Linked DNA regions of Ovis aries: region 2 is linked to region 1. Evidence: chromatin contacts called from public Hi-C data. All regions are on one chromosome and are shown on one strand. The core of a region is the stretch at or near the end of the contact, and the rest is flanking DNA. Distances in the headings are between cores, read along the strand shown. Region 1 overlaps PLA2G4E (phospholipase A2 group IVE). Region 2 holds the start of PLA2G4E (phospholipase A2 group IVE).

Region 1 (5,185 bases), core at 665-3,164:
AAAATGAAAAGAAATCAAGACTAGGAGACTATATTTTCAGATATCTGATAAAGGACTTGCATCCAAAACATAAAGGCTTCTTAAAGCTCAATATTAAGAAAACAGGGAGTTCCCTGGCAGTCCAGTGGTTAGGACTTGAGCGTTCACTGCCATGGCCTGGGTTCAATCCCTGGTTGGAGAACTAAGATCTCGCAATCTGTATGACATGGCCAAAAAAAAAAGGGGGGGAATTAAAAAACAAACACACACACCAAGGTACCCTTATACACCTATTAGAATGTCTGAATCATACCAGTTGTTGGGAAGGATGTGGAGCAACTAGAACTCTCACGCACTGCCAGTGGAATGTAAGCTAGTAACAATCACTTTGGAAACAGTTTGGCAGTTTCTTAAAAAGTGAAGCATGCACCTACCACATGACCCAGCAGGGGAGGAGCAGAGGGAAGGATACAAAGGGCATGAGAAGGCTTGTTGGGGTGAAGGGTTTACTCATTACCTTGACTGTTGTGATGGTTCACAGTTGTACACCTCTGCCGAAACTCATCAAATTGTGTACTTTAATTATGCACAGTCTATGATATGTCAATTGTACCTTTCCTAATTGTTAGAAATGCTCACACTTCTCAGGAATTTTATCCTGAAGGAATAATGAATATAAAGCTTTATCTAAGGGATGTCTAACAGCATATCATTATAACAGTAAAAAGCTGTGACTAGTTGTTCTCCCATGAAAAGGCTAGTTAAGCAGATGATGGATTCCTATGTAGTCTCTGAAAATCGTGTTATATGAGAAGAGTATTAAACACTTGAGAAAATGCTCAGAATATATTTTTAAGTGGAAAAAAGCAGATGACAGAAGTGAATCCATGCAATTGCTATGGAACACAGGATGGCAGTTCTTCCAATAAAGATAGAACTACCATAGTATCCAATCCTATTTCTGGGTATATATCCAAAAGAATTGAAGGTAGGGTTTCTAGGAGATATTTGCACATTCACGTTTATAGCAGTTCCACTCACAATAGTCAAGAGGTTAAAGCAACCTAAGTGTCGATTGATGGATGAATGGATAAACATTTAAACAAAATGTGTATATATACATACAATGAAATGTTATTCAGCTTTAAAAAAGGAAAGAAATCCTGCCACAAGCCACAATCTGGATGAAACCTGAAAACATTATGCGACATGATATATGCTCTGACCCCTTTATCCTTTCTGCTGCCTAGAATGTGGGTAGAGGTGCAACAGCCATATTGGAAACTACCATATGGAAGGAAAACTTGAGGAAGGCAGAAGCAACAGCTGAAAGGAGCCTGGGTCCCTGATTAGAAATAGAGATCTTTTAGATCTTTAGATCTTTAAGCCTCCTTAGATCTTTTCGGTTATGTAGCAAAAGCTATGCTAACTGATACAGAATTTGAATACATGAATCAAGAACTCAGGACATTACCTTGGCTAGAAATAAAGGTTTGAGAGTTTTCAAAATAGACGCAGTAGTAGAAATTCTGGGTGTGGATGAGATTGCTTTAAGGAGGGTACAGTGATAAGGGGGCAGAACTGAGGACAGAGCCTCAAGTAATATCAGCACTTAAAGGAGAGAAAGGAGGGGATGCCAGGAAAGGGGTCTGAAATGGGAACAAGTCCAGGGCAGAAGGTGTCCAGCACATTAGGCCCCTCTCCTCGAGGGCTGGGTTGGCAGCCCCTGATGTGTGCCCCTTGTGTACACGGCTCACATGGAACTTCCTCTGCGCACTGCAAGCCCCTGTTTCCGTGTAGGCCTCCTGCGTAGGACCAGAAGGAAGCTCCTTGAAGTGCAGGGTCAATTGTTCATCCTTTTTATTGTCCCCCAGTGCCTACAGCAGTGACTGGCACGTTGTTGTGAAGGCAATAAATATTTGCAAGCGGAACTGAACTGAACTGCTGTTGGCAAGGAAGTCTCGGGAAGGGAGGGTTTCAGGAAGGAGGGAGTGGTCTGCAGGGCCAAATGTGGAGAACAATCGAGTAAGATAAGGCCTGTAAAGAGCCGGTGCCTTTTGGCTCAGTATATCTGGCAATTATCTGACGACATTGGTGACCTTGGGGAGAAGTGTTTTCATGGGGACATAGGGGCAGAAAACATCTGTGGGGCAGGGCGCCTGGGCTGCATGGCAGTGTGGAGTGATGGCTGCTCTTGGGAAGACTGGGGGAGAGAGGAGTTTTATTTAATTTTTCTATTAAATCGAGTTGCGACTACTAAGACCATGTGACTAGAGCCCGTGCTCCACAACAAGAGAAGCCACCACAGTGAGAAAAGCCGAGCACAGCAATGAAGACCCAGCGCACCCAAAAATAAAATAAAAATTTTTAAAAATTGTTATAGGTGGAGAGCAGGGAGCCTGAGGAGGGAGCCTCCTTGTCCTCCCCAGGACCCTATGCCCTCACCCCTCTCGGAACTATCCTTATCCCTTGTGTGGTCCTTACTTATCTCCAGCTCCGTGACATCACCAGCATCGTTTTAGAAGCTAAGTATTTAACTTCTCACATCTGTTGACAACATAAAAAAAATCATAAACTATGTTTTCACATTTTCCCCTGAACCCAAATCTAACTTTGGAAGCAGAAGCTGTTCACAGACTGCGGTGTATCAGGTAGGTGCTCGGCTGATGCCGGCTACCCTTCTTTCCTCTCCATCAGTGCCTCATGAAAACCATCTGAGCTTCAAACAGCACATATCAGCAAGGGCTGGTTCTCTGCTGGCCACTGACACGGCTTCATAACAGCAGAGGGACACCCCACCACGAGAAAGGAGGGACCCCGGAAGGCAGGAAGGCCGGCATGGCTTTCTCATGCCTCTGGCAGCACATGTGCGAAGCCCAGGAAGGGATGAGGGCAGGAGTTATGCATAGATTGCAGCATCATAAATGAAAGCCAGTGAGTTGACTGCATTCACCCACATGGCCAGTTTATTCCAGGTTCAAATAATACAATGATTTTATAAACCTTGTTTTACATACTTTGATGAATCCAAGGCAGGGCTGCCTTCACCTTACAGTAAACACAGGATTTTGATAAACACAGGTCTTCTGGCTCACTCTGATAATTTGAAGAGAATCTGTCTTGGCAGATGGAAAGAAAAGATGGCAGAGTAGAGGCAGCTGGCTGCTCTGATGGAGGAGACGGTGGGGTCCTAAGTCAGCATTTTCTGGAGGGGACCAGGTCCAGTTTATCAAGGGCTCAGGGGAGGTGATGGACTCATGCTTTCTGGCTTATGGGAGAGTACAGCTAAATTCACTCCTCGCAGACTTCAATATGCCTAAGTATCACCTGGAGGCAGGGAAGAAGAGGTGAAAAATCTTAAAATGTAGATTCTGAGTCAGTATGGCTGGGGTGTGGGCTGAGACTCTGCATTTCTAATCAGTTCCCCTTGAGTAGCAAGGATATCAATCAGAGGACGATTTTGGTAAACTTTTGGCACCTGTCACCACGCATCTCCTAACATCCAAAGGATTGCTTAGGGAGCACAGTGGCCGTGTCTTCCAGATGTGCTGGGCTTCATGAGGGCCACACGCCTTTCTGGTCACATCTCCCATTGCCCCGGCTTCTCAGTGGCTCAGGTTACACATTTCTTCAGTTAAGTTCCTGGCCTGATTGGAGACCTGGATACTTTTGAGCTTCTGTGTCCCGGGGCTTTGCCAGTGATTCATCTGGAAACCAACTCCAAGGAGGAGAGTTTTCCTCAGGGTTAACCTGGTCCTTTCTGGGTTGATCCTTTCTAGTGTTGTTATCTCAGAGTGTCTCTTCAAGAGCTGGAACGCACTGGCCCTGGTGCTTACAGAATAAAGAAGAGGAATGCAGCTCAGAAATAAACGATCCCATCTGGGAACCAGACAGGAGGTGGTAAGAGGAAGGGGACATGCTCAGGGGCAGGCTGGTCAGCGAGTGGCGGCTGCACTCATCTGATGCTTGAGGCACCTGCCCAGACCTCGCTGAGCTGTATCCCAGATCCTTGTTCCGTGGACCTGAGTTACAGACATCGACTTTGCGTGGCATAACACCGGAGCTGGTTGCTCAGCAAGGCTGCCCAGTCCAGATCACAGGGTGACTCATCAGTCCTGGGGCTCTGAGTAGCTGCAGAGGGGCTGCTGAAACCCCATCAGTTTTTCGTGTTTGTTGCCAAACAGACCAGAATGTCTCTAGTGCTCTATCTAGATCTTCAAGCGTTACACTTCCCATTAATACGAGGCTTCATAAAAATAAGTCACAAAATACAATTGTCTATGAAAATCACAAGAATACAATTGCCTTCACTTTTAAAAAAAAATTTTTTTTCCAGAGAACTCAGAATGCTTCTCAAGTCCTCTGGTGCATTCCCCAAGCAGAGTGGTGTAGTGAGGGGAGGGTTTTGAGTTCCTGCTGTGAGCTCGAGATTACTGGGGAACCAGCCTCTTATATAAAGTCAGGTCATGCTATTATTGGGGCTTCCCTGGTGGTGCAGAGGTTAGACTATGCTATTATTATCCATTCTTTAGGCGTATGTGGGTGCTTGTGGCTTTTGGAACCCCTTCCCTGCAGGGAAGCTTTTAAAAAATTCCAGTGGATATAAGGCCCCCATACATCCCTTTATTATGTTCCTTTATCTCTGTCTCTCTCAACTCTCCTTTCTAATGTTAATTCTTTTGATAGAAAGCCCAGGCCAGCCAGGCTAGACAGCAGAGCTGGCTGTGTGGCTGGTCAGCCCTGGTGGGTTCTACACCTCTGATGCTAGAAGCAGACACAGGATCGGTGAGGTGCCCTGGGACTTTAGAGGGGACACGGGCTCTTCTGGCGTTTCCTCTCTACTGCCAGTCGCAAGGCCTGAAGGAGCTTGTCCTTGTTATTCAGGATGTTATACTCGGAAAGCTTCACCAGCTTGTCGAAGGCGGCCTCAGTGTATGTCAGCTCCTTGGTGGCGTAGGGAGTTTTGGGACCGTAGATGTCAACCTGGCCCTGCTCCAGCTCCTCAGGGCTTCGTTCCACACCTGGAGGAGCAGAAGGGCTCACTGTAACCCGTTATGTGGGAACTTGTAACGGCTTGTTTCTGGCCCTCTCTGCGAGGCCCACCCCGGCACATTCGCAGGAATACAGGCACGTGTTGCACACTCGCACACGCACATGCACACACATCTCCCAGTCCCCCAGGGCAGGGACAGCTTGCGTATCTCAG
Region 2 (5,205 bases), core at 74-2,573, 80 kb after region 1:
GCTGTGTGACTTTAACCCCTCTGTGAGGGGTTGGATACCATCACCGATTCAATGGACATGAACTTGGGTGAACTCCGGGAGATGGTGAGGGACAGGAAGGCCTGGCATGCTGCAGTCCATGGGGTCACAAAGAGTTGGACATAACCTAGCGACTGAACACCACCACCGACAACTCCTCTGAGCTTGTTTCTTCATCAACACTATTAATAATCCCTCCCACGCACACAGACTGAACGCAGGAAAAGGACAGCACTGTCAGGGTAACAGCTCTTAGGGTAACAGCTCTTAGGGGCTTCCCTGATGGCTCAGTTGGTAAAGAGCACGCCTGTAATGCAGGAGACCCCAGTTCGATTCCTGGGTCGGGAAGATCCGCTGGAGAAGGGATAGGCTACCCACTCCAATATTCTTGGGCTTCCCTTGTGGCTCAGCTGGTAAAGAATCTGCCTGCAATGCGGGAGACCTGGGTTCGATCCCTGGGTTGTGAAGATCCCCTGGAGAAGGGAAAGACTACCCACTCCAGTATTCTAGCCTGGCGAATTCCATGGACTGTATAGTCCACAGGGTCGCAAAGAGCCAGACACAGCTGAGCACTGTGTCACTTTTGGGGCACAGAAACAGATAAGGACAGGTAGGTGATGGGATGGGGTGGAAGGGACTCATCCTGGAAAGCAAAATGAATAAAAACACAACTTCTTAACTCTGCAGCGATGCAGGTGATCTTATTCAGAGTCAGGACAATGAGGGTAAAATTTAAGGGGCCAGGGACCCTCTCCCCAAGAATACAGACATACCTGAGAGCCATCAGGGGCCACGGGAAGTAGAGATGTGAGATGAGGAGTTTCCAGGACCTGTATCTGCTCCGACTCACAGACACTCCTTCCTGCCATGCTGCCTTCTTCATCCCACTGTAGGCTCTGAGGGACAAACACATCCGTTCCCAAGCCAGGATGGCCTTCCGAGGTCTGGAGAGTCATTCCAGCCATGTCTACCTCTCTGGGGCTCCGAACAGGCTGAGTGGTGCTGGAGCTAGTCCTTAATGGCAAATGGCGAATATCCTTGGGAAATTTCAAGGGAGTTTTGCACAAAAACACAAGCAACGTCATCCGATTTCTCCTGAAGCTACATGAGCCTGATGAATAATTAAGGAGATGAAGGCAGTCAGAGCTTAGCTAAGCGAGTCCCACATTTCTGTGAACACTTCACACAGTCTGGTGGAGAGAGTGTTCTTGTGCTGCACAGAAAGTCTACAGGAAGCTACAATTACTTTCAACTGGAGCAGCTCTCCTTAGGGGAGGCCTGCATTGCAGAGCTGGAATCCAGGCTTGGAGATAGTGCCTCACTGCTCAGGGATATTTTTAGAAGTGTGACACTCAATATGTCCGTGGGGAGGAGAGAGGGAACCGGGGTGGGTGGAGGTGCTGAGGGTCAGGTAGACTCCCTGGCTCTTGGCTGACACCCCCATCTCTCTCTTTGGAGCCCTGAAAATGAATCCCCCACCTGCTGTTCAGCACTGAGGGAGGGGCCACAGGCCAGAAGGGAGTTTAATCATTTGCTCTGTGTCTCATTCTCAGGCCTTTCTTTGATGTGACAGCTGCTGTGTCTGGCAGCTTCAGGACAATGTGTCATAGCTCCACGGTAAAAACAAAAAGCAAACCCTCTTCATGTTTGTTCATAAGCATTTGAAAATATACATTCAAAATGTGCATTTTTCTATCTCTCGGCTCTGAGTGATCCCGCATCCTCTCTAGTTGGGGACACCCCATAATCCCCTTGCCCCCCTTTCAAGACTCTCTTTTCTGAGGCTGTGGTTTTCCAGTGGGGACTGCCTCTGGCCGCAACAGAAACCAAGCAGCAGCCAGACTTCCATTCTGACTGACCAGAGTCATGTATTTGGGACAGAGATGGAGGGGGGATACGTGTATAAAGTTGCAACCGAAAGTGGGGTCCAGCTGCTCACCACTCAAAAGCCAGTAAAGAGGCTGAATTGGTGGAAAGGAAAGCTTGCTTTATTTTGGATGCCAGCAACCCAGGGTATGGGGATGGTGGACACCTGTCCAGAGGCCGTCTCTCCCCCCATCCATGACAATCAGTGGGCAAGAGCTTTTACAGCCGGATGGAGGAGGCTTCATGTAGAAACACACAGTCAGCTCTGATAGTCATCTTGAAATTGGTCATCTGACCATTGCCATCTTGATTGTTTTAAGCAGAGTTAATCTTCAGTTCCAGGATCGGTTTGTTCCCATTTCTTGAGCCCAGATCTCAGAACTGTGGCAGCTTCTGTCATGGATACAATCCAGTCATCATGGAGTTAACTTCTTACACCTGGTGGTGGTTTCAGTATAAGACAGTTCATGGGACATGGCGCAGCATATTTTCTGCAGCCCTCGAGAAGCAACTGAATGTCCTTGACTATGTTTGATGCTCAGCCACTTCAGTTGTGTCCAACTCTTTGTGACCCCATGTACCAGAGCCTGCCAGGCTCCTCTGTCCGTGGGATTTTCCCAGCAAGAACACTGGAGGGGGTTGCTATGCCTTCCTCCAGCAGATGCTTGATGACTTTATTATTTGGTCTTCGTTGACTGTTTTCCTTTGTTTCTGCATTTTCTCACTTCTCTGGTTAAACTTCTTCTTTGGCTAAAGTTTTTCACAAACAAAATGCACGTGGGGGACACAGTGGTGGGCAAGGACCACAGGGTCCTGCTTCATTTCAAAGTGTCGTTTTTCTGTTTGTGCTGAGACAGCAGAATTTGCAACCTCTACTCCCAGTTATGGCACTGAGCAGTAGGACTATTTTCAGCTGAAAGCAATTAAGAAGCAGCAGCAAGGAAACCTTTCTGCTCTCCCGCTATTTGCCTAAAAGCAGGACATACGTTTTCTCCCCTCTTCACCACGAAGAACAGAACATAATCAGCAAAGACCATTCCAGGCCTGTATTAGCCCTGAGAAGCATCAGAGCTAGGTATCTCAGGTATGGAAAAGTAACAGGACACAACTTAGCAACTGAACAGCAATAGGAAGCTAAGAGTTAGGTTCACCCAGTCTGTGTGTGCCTCAATTCCTCATCTTTAGTGATAAGAATGTTTCTTTCCTCCTGGTATAGCTTCCACATGAGAGTTTAATGTCCAGCTTTTAGGAAGAAAAAGAAAGGTCAGAGTACCCACGACTATTTAAGTGCCGTTAGCTCAAAATTATCAATATACAGAGCACCATATTTGAGGGCAAATCTGTTTTCCTTCAATAACTTCACTTTTGTGAATTCTTCTTTTGTGGCCAGTATTTCTTGACAAGTCTAATTTTTGCTAGGTCATTTTTTTTAATCCCCAAAGACATAATTCTTTAAAAGCTTACCATTGAAAATTTAGCTATTCCTGGTTTTATTTCTCACTGATTAGTCCTAGAAGTAATGCTCACTGGAAATTGGATGAAAGACTGATTTTTAAAGGTCTAATTATATATATTTTTTTCTGCCTAGCTCTACTGAGATAGAATTGACAAACAGCAGTGTATAAGTTTGAAGGTGCACTGGTTTTCTTTTTTACTGTAAGAAGCATCAATAAAAGGCACTTCCATGGTATGGCTAAAATGTCAAGGTGCCTCGCTAGGTTAAATAATCAGGTAGTTGTGCCACAACTATTGAACCTCTGCTCTAGAGCCCCTGAACTGCAACCACTGAAGCCTGCTCACCCTAGAGCCTGTGCTCTGCATGAGAAGCCACCACAATGGGAAGCTGTGCACCACACTTAGAGGGTAACCCCCACTCGCCGCAACTAGAGAAAAGCCCACGCAGCAAGGAAAACCCAGCACAGCCAAAACTAAATTTAAATATATCTATATTTTAAATTGTGTAGAATGTGGTAAGTCCTATAGGTTAAAAAAAAAAAAAGTCACCTTCAGTTTCCAGGGGCTGGTTCTTTAAGGAAGTTTTCCAACAAGAAACCCACCCCCCACCCCCCCGCCCCTTACTGAGAAACAGAGGGAGAAAATCATGCAGACAAAGGGGCTGTCAAATAGGCCAGCAATACCAAGCCACTCCATACTAACTGTCCCATAGGTGTTAACAGTAAATTACATTTCAGGGACTTCCCTGGTGGTCCAGTGGCTAAGACACCACATTTCCAATGCAGAGGACCCAGGTTTGATCCCTGGTCAGGGAACTAGATCCCACATGCTACAACTAAGAGTTCACAAGCAGCAGGTTAAACCTGGAGCAACGAAATAAATGAATGACTAAATAAATATTAAAAACTAAAGTACATTACAGTCTAGAACTGGCTCCTGGCACAGTGAACTAGGAGAAAGCAATGGCACCCCACTCCAGTACTCTTGCCTGGAAAATTCCATGGGCGGAGGAGCCTGGTGGGCTGCAGTCCATGGGGTCGCGAAGAGTTGGAAATGACTGAGTGACTTCACTTTCATGCATTGGAGAAGGAAATGGCAACCCACTCCAGTGTTCTTGCCTGGAGAATCTCAGGGACGGGGGAGCCTGGTGGGCTGCCGTCTATGGGGTCACACAGAGTGGGACACGACTGAAGTGACTTAGCAGCACAGTGAACAATTAACTGTGTAGGGCAACATTGTGTCTTGAGGTTTTGGAAGCTAAGGGCTTAGTAAGTATTCCATGCACCTACAAACCTTCAATTTTAGGAAATGAAAAAGAAAAAATTTACAAACGTAAACATGAGTCCAAATGTGTGTTTAAATAAATGGTGGTTCTGGTCTCATTGTTAGGAACACTATCTTTTCTCAAATATCTGTATCTACAGGAAAGGAAGACTTGACAGAGTAGAGCTGGGGAGAGTTATTTACTGGAAAAAATAACATTGTTCCATATTTATCTCAGGAACGGGGTCCAGTGGCGCCTGGCAAGCCCCCAGGGCACACCAGCAGGTCGTCACCAGCCAGCTGTGGGCAGGCTCTTCTGAAGTCACTTTGGTTTCAGGTAACAAAAACCCACTTCATTTTGCTCCAAAGAAAGGGAGGTGGGCGTTATCAAAAGGAGCTGAATACAGGGAGGTAATAATCAATTAGAATATCTCCTTACAGGCCTGGGGAGAAAGTATCAGGTGACATAGTGAGACACACAAAGGCCAGGGCTCTCCTGCAGCCTGGACCCCACTCTGGATGCAGCAAGCCCACCAAGGACCCAGCTTGAGCTTGTGAGGTGGGAAGGGGTTCCCCCAGCTCCAGGGCAAATTAGCGACAAGT

The links. Hi-C and Micro-C count contacts between places; a contact is called where the count stands out from the background.
Region 2: a contact with region 1 is called in a Hi-C map of blood, with 2.1 times the contacts expected there. The contact joins the promoter of PLA2G4E here to the enhancer-like site in region 1. A contact is called at or near these places in 11 of 16 Hi-C or Micro-C datasets (blood, hypothalamus, liver and 6 more).

What each region holds. Positions count from the first base shown.
Region 1 is chr7:35,599,672-35,604,856 of ARS-UI_Ramb_v3.0, forward strand. It overlaps PLA2G4E (phospholipase A2 group IVE), which reads right to left. Exons shown (of 20, transcript XM_060419111.1): 20 at 2,901-5,000. The coding sequence ends at 4,783. Among named protein-coding and RNA genes, the nearest start is that of EHD4, 7.8 kb to the left of the region's middle. Within about 2 kb of position 1,915, at least 7 of the 54 cell types and tissues checked have an H3K27ac peak or open chromatin away from gene starts, as enhancers often do.
Region 2 is chr7:35,680,170-35,685,374 of ARS-UI_Ramb_v3.0, forward strand. It overlaps PLA2G4E (phospholipase A2 group IVE), which reads right to left and starts at 1,324. Exons shown (of 20, transcript XM_060419111.1): 1 at 792-1,324. The coding sequence starts at 1,103.